Regions from separate parts of the Hordeum vulgare genome. Here region 2 is linked to region 1. Evidence: chromatin contacts called from public Hi-C data. All regions are on one chromosome and are shown on one strand. Each heading gives the region's core, a stretch centred on a gene start, on an enhancer-like site or on the middle of the called end of the contact. The rest is flanking DNA. Distances are from core to core; before and after follow the strand shown.

What was found. Hi-C and Micro-C count contacts between places; a contact is called where the count stands out from the background.
Region 2: a contact with region 1 is called in a Hi-C map of seedling, with 2.7 times the contacts expected there. The contact joins the promoter of LOC123397835 here to the promoter of LOC123396356 in region 1. A contact is called at or near these places in 3 of 6 Hi-C or Micro-C datasets (leaf and seedling) and 1 of 1 datasets of contacts at active chromatin or transcription factors (embryo).

What each region holds. Positions count from the first base shown.
Region 1 is chr5H:382,230,538-382,233,290 of MorexV3_pseudomolecules_assembly, forward strand. It overlaps LOC123396356 (transcription initiation factor TFIID subunit 15), which reads right to left and starts at 1,285. Exons shown (of 8, transcript XM_045091310.1): 1 at 1,134-1,285; 2 at 134-250; 3 at 1-13. The coding sequence starts at 250.
Region 2 is chr5H:382,457,860-382,460,628 of MorexV3_pseudomolecules_assembly, forward strand. It overlaps LOC123397835 (bZIP transcription factor 44-like), which reads left to right and starts at 1,293. Exons shown (of 2, transcript XM_045092366.1): 1 at 1,293-2,364. The coding sequence starts at 2,182.

The DNA.
Region 1 (2,753 bases), core at 35-2,534:
TCCTTTTGTCCTTCTGATGAGATACGAGAACAAGAAATGACAAATATATCATGACATGGAATTAACAAGCGCTTACAAGACCATTCAAGAACTTGCATGTGGTTGCGAAAATGTTACCTGGTAAGACCCATACCTTTAGCAACCCTATGGTGCCAAAATATTCAGCCAACATGGTCTCATCAGTTCCAGGAGGCAGATTGCATACATAAATAGAGCCATTTGGGGGTCCGCGAGACATATATCCAGCCATCTGTTAACACAAAGGTCAGATGTGGATGATTAGTGCAATTCCTCAAAGCATGTTTTTGAAACAATATCACAAGCACAAAAGTGCAAATGGCAAAAATAGCAACGAGAAGAACAGAGCAGGCCAGGTAGTAAACAGGAAGAAGATAAAAAGGGGGATACACCATGGATTATTAACATATCATAAGCTTACAAGAAAGTTACTCCCTCCGAGTCGCTGAAACGGATGTATCTAGCACTGAAATACGTCTATGATACATCTGTTTGAGCGACAACTAATATGGATCGGAGGGAGTGCCCATAATGCTAAGTCACTGGTTCAGCATGGTGAAGTTAAGTGGATGAGATATGAACAACCTTACATCATTGTTTAATTCAGGGGCTGCATCGCATGCAATAGGTAAACCTGATGGCATTCTTAGTTGCAAAAATTGACACATCACATGTTAATTTGTGATGTTACTGCATTTTAGCAGAAAACTTGGAGAGGATGCATATTCCATCACCAAGCTGGATGCACATGAAGAGCTACCAATTTGACATGTCTACTTATCACACGTAATACAACGACAATTGCAGATATATTTAACCAACCGTACAAATGATGGGCCCAAAACACAGCCCAAAATCTAGCGCAACATTCAAACAACAAACAGATGACAAGGCTGACAGAGAGCACCAGAACACCGTGTTTGACAACTGGATCAGAGTCGAGGTCCTCAACGATATTTTTTACCAGCGTGAGAAATCCAACGGGTCACGCATGTGAGTGTTGAGCACATAGTCTATAGAACGTAACTAAACCCCCGTCGCTGAAGCAGAAATCCCTTGAATTCCCTCACCGGGCGACAAACCGCGGCGAGCGAGAGGGGGCGGCGAGGCTTTACCTAGTCCGGGATGCGCCGAGGTTGACGGCGCGGATCGAAGGCGTGCGCGGAGGACCGCGCGCCTCGTGCTCTGCCGACGGGAACGCGGCGGCGGCCGCGTGGTTGAGAAGCCGCGACGGCGCTAGGTTTGGGCGGATCTCAGCGCTCACTGCGTGCTTGGGGATGGCGTTTCGTGGGCGATGGGCACACGCAATTAGGGCGAGGGCAGGGCAGGCTGAGATGCTGGGCTTCTGGGCTGTCAACGTTTGTCAGCTGGGTTGAAAAGAAATGGGCCAAATTCGGTTGGACCGGTGATTTGTAACCCCTGGATCCCATAAGACTCACAAAAAAAACGAATATTTTTTTTTAAAATCCTTCATGTATCACCTTTCGCCGGGCAGACCAGATGGTTTTTCAAACACCCCACGCCGCACATGGTTTTATTTTAGCTATTTATCAATCTTGCAAAAAGAAATAAGATCAACAATAGTTTATTCCATTACTATAGTGTTACAATCCTTTGACAAGAGATCGTGAATGCATAGAAGTCCTCTGTCGAACCACATACTCGTAGCTGGCTCAGAGAGAACAACTGTTGAAGAAGCTGGAGGCAGCTCGTTCATTACCAGCTACTAGACCGACGACTTGGAGCCCACCTCCAGACCAACACGCAAAGCTGAACGTTGATGCATCAGTAGCGCGACATGAAGGTTTTGGGATGGTTGCAGTGATTTCTCAGAACGATAGATGCGCCTTTCAATGGCATCGACGATGGTTTGTGGAAATATTGATGATCCCGAGATACTGGAGACGTTGTCGGTCCATGAAGCACTAGCGCTTTGAGATGATTTTTACTTGCAAAAATATGGTGTTGCTTATGATTGCGAAGTGGTCGCGGAGGCTATCAAATCTGAAATGATGCATTGTATGAGGTTGTAGCACATGAATTAGTAGAACAATCCAGAGTCTTTTTTTTCTTTTTGATTAACCATGAATCTAGAACCTCGAATATAAAGGCTAACAGACTTGCGAAGCATGTTTTAACGTTGGTTAGGCCAGCCGGAAAATCTTGGTTTCATCTTTGTAAATTTCGTGACGGTTGAATAAAGTTTAACGAGTTTGTCTCAAGAAAAAGACTAATGTTTATCTCTCCTTTAATAATAATAAATCAGTTAATGCTTCTGTCGTACGCCATGATGTTTTTACAAAAAAACTCCTCCTATTTTTGACAAATCAACCCGCAGTCCCTACTTTAGTTGATTCAGAAAAAACGTTTCACTTTTATAAAAAAAACTTGTAACCCGTCTCTGCCCGAACCGGACCGCACCGCCGCGTGCAGCTCCCTCCTGATCGAGCTCCCCTCGCGCCCGCAAGCCTCCTCACCGGTGACCCCACACCGCCGCCACGCCCCGTCGGACCTCCGGCCGCTCTGGCGCCTCGCCCCTCTCCCTTCTCCTCCTTCCTCTCAATCTTCTCGCATCTCTCCCTCTTTCTCGCTGAACAGGGACCTCCAGGAGGGCCATGGCGCCGCCGGCCCTCAATCTCGCCAGATCTGACAGCGTCCACGCCAAATCCACCGAAAATGGATCCACCACGGCCAGATCCGACCGGGCCTCGATCAGAATCTCCATCAAATCTCGC
Region 2 (2,769 bases), core at 43-2,542, 230 kb after region 1:
GGCCCCAACCCGCGTATTCGCGGGTTTCCACCTCGCCGTTGCGGTGTCCCGCATATGAGCGAAAGCGGTTGGTGGGAGGACATTTCAGCCCGCGCTTTCCCCGACCAAAGCATATTCCGCAAATATGCTCTTTTACGGGTCCGTTATGCGGGGTCTGCATCCGCGTCCGTGCGCGCCGACCTGCATAGACGTTTTTACGCGAACTGCAAACACGTTTTACGGGCCGGACGAATACGGGGTCTGCTAGAGTTGCTCTTATATAGGGAAGTCTTTAGTCTCGATTGATATCACTACTCGGGACTAAATATATACCTTTAGTCCCGGTTGGTGAGACCAACACCAACCGGGACTAAAGAGGCTCGCACGGCACGAGCCTACCGCAACCCCTTTAGTCCCGGTTGATATCAAGATGGTTGTGTCCCCGTTCGTTCCTAACCATTGAAAGCGGGACTAATTCTCACATTAGTCCCGGATCCAAACTTGATCGGGACTAAAGCTCCAAACAAAAGGTCTTTTTTACACTAGTGATCCCTTTTGAATAGAAAGCAAATCAGAAAGTTACACTGTAAAATAAACCAGCAGCTGACGTGACATGCACAATTATAAAAAATAACAAGGTATATTTTTGGCACAAGTCTACTTGAATTTGGTAGAAATGTAAAAAAAATGCTAAATTAGGTAATTGTTGTCATAAACGTGAAACTAAGGGATAAAAAGAAACAATTCCCTTTTTTTTGGAAAAAACAAACAAACAATTGCCTGTATAAAGACCTCAACGACTGTGGCCGGCCAACCGATTCCTGTTTCGGGACACAGAACAAGTTAATGCCCAATGATGACCTAAGGATTTCTTGAGATGCACGTTACTAGTACGTACTAGCCTAGAACACCGAAAAAACAAAATGAAAAGAAGCTTGTCCTCTCCTCGCTCGACCCCTTGCTCACACCTGACGATCCAATCTCATACGGCAGGGGGAAATCGCCTCTTCAAGACGATGACTCTTGGCTCGATTACCACCCTAAAAAAATTGCTACTGCTACCACAAAAGCGACTACTAATTGCAAAATCACGAATGACGTCGCAGGCAATCAAACCCAAACCACGGACGGACGGCAAAAATCAGGGGAAACGATTCCTGACGCTGCCAGCAGATGCCGCAGAAGATTCGGAGCGCATCTCGCCATCCCTTTCACCTTTCCCGTCCACCACCACCACCATTTACCAAATTTCTCTCGCAATTGTTTCTCTGCTAAAGCCGCCCGTTTCCCGGCTCTATAAATGCCGCCTCTCCACCAAGCTTCAATTCCCTTTTCCCCTCTTCCCCATCTCCCTTGCTAGGTTTCCTTCCGCCCAGCTCCGTTGCGTTGCGTTGCTGGCAGGCAGCTTGGGCTCTTCTTGGCTTGGCCTCTGTCTGCCTAACCCTGTCCAGGGTGGACACAAACAAGCTCGCCGCCACCTCACCCCATACCCCCCTCCAACCTCCCAAATCTTTATTTTGACTTAGGGAGGCTCTGCCCAAATTTTCTTGGCCGGTCATCCATTTCCAGGGGAGGTTCTGCCAAAAAAATTCTCCCCTCATCATCCATTTCCCAGGGGAGGTTCTGCCGAAAATTCTTTCCCCGATCATCCATTTTCCAGGGGAGGCTCTGCCAAAATTGAATCCGCACTTCATTCAATTCCCAGGGGGAGGTTCTGCCGAAATTTGATCTGCCACCGTTTCATTTGCAAGAGGAGGTTCTGGCAAAAAAAAAATTATATATTTCTTGCCACATAGTACCAAAACTTGTATCTGAAAACACAACAGATCGGTAATTTCATTTGAAAGAAAAAGAGCCTGCTGTGTTCTTGATGGTAGGCTAGGAGAGGAGCCGCCGTGGTAGTAGCACGTGTAGATGTTGTTGCTGGTCGTCGCGGAGCATCACCTCTCCGGATTTATGGTCGGCGCAGCGATCACTCGCCTCGTCCAGTCCTTCTCCGTCGTCTTCCTCTACTGGTTCTACGTCTTCTCCCTAACTTCCCTGTAACCGTAGCCGTAGCTGGAGTTCATACTAGTAGCATAATCAAGATAGCTAGCTAGTACACTGAGTAACAAGGTACACAAGCAAGTACTGTTACAAGGTGTGTTTTATATACAAGATATAAGAGGAAGTGAAACTGCTGTAAGTTGTTGAGGGGTGACCATGTCAAGTGGGACCTCTTTCGGGTCGAGCCAAGGGACCCGGAGCTCCAGGTCTGCCGAGGATTGCGCGGACCTCCGGGCCCAGATGGAGAAGAGGAGGAAGAGGAGGAAGGAGTCCAACCGGGAGTCGGCACGCCGATCTAGGGTGCGCAAGCAACAACACCTCGACGACCTCTCCTCGCAGGTTTGTTACGCCCTTCCAAAGTATGCTATTTATATAAGTGCACATAAGCATAAAGTTTGTAGATGTTCATAATTTAATTGTTTGGCTGTCATAAATATTTAAAACATGTTTTTTTATGAGAGCATGCGCCAAGCGTGTGAAAACAGAAAATCGACGAAAACGAAGGCCCACCTAAAAACCTGAAGAAAAAAAAACTAAAATATCTGCTCAGACAAAACACGGTTCTTGTGATCTCCATGTCCTACCAATTGCCGCCTACCTAACACTTTGAACAATACTACAAATTCCATCATCATGAGTTGCTTAATTTATAACAGGTTTGAGTTTTTTTTATCAAACTAATAGCATAGCATATCGCATCTTCTATATGAAAGAAAAACTAATAAGAACATGAGAAGAAAAAAA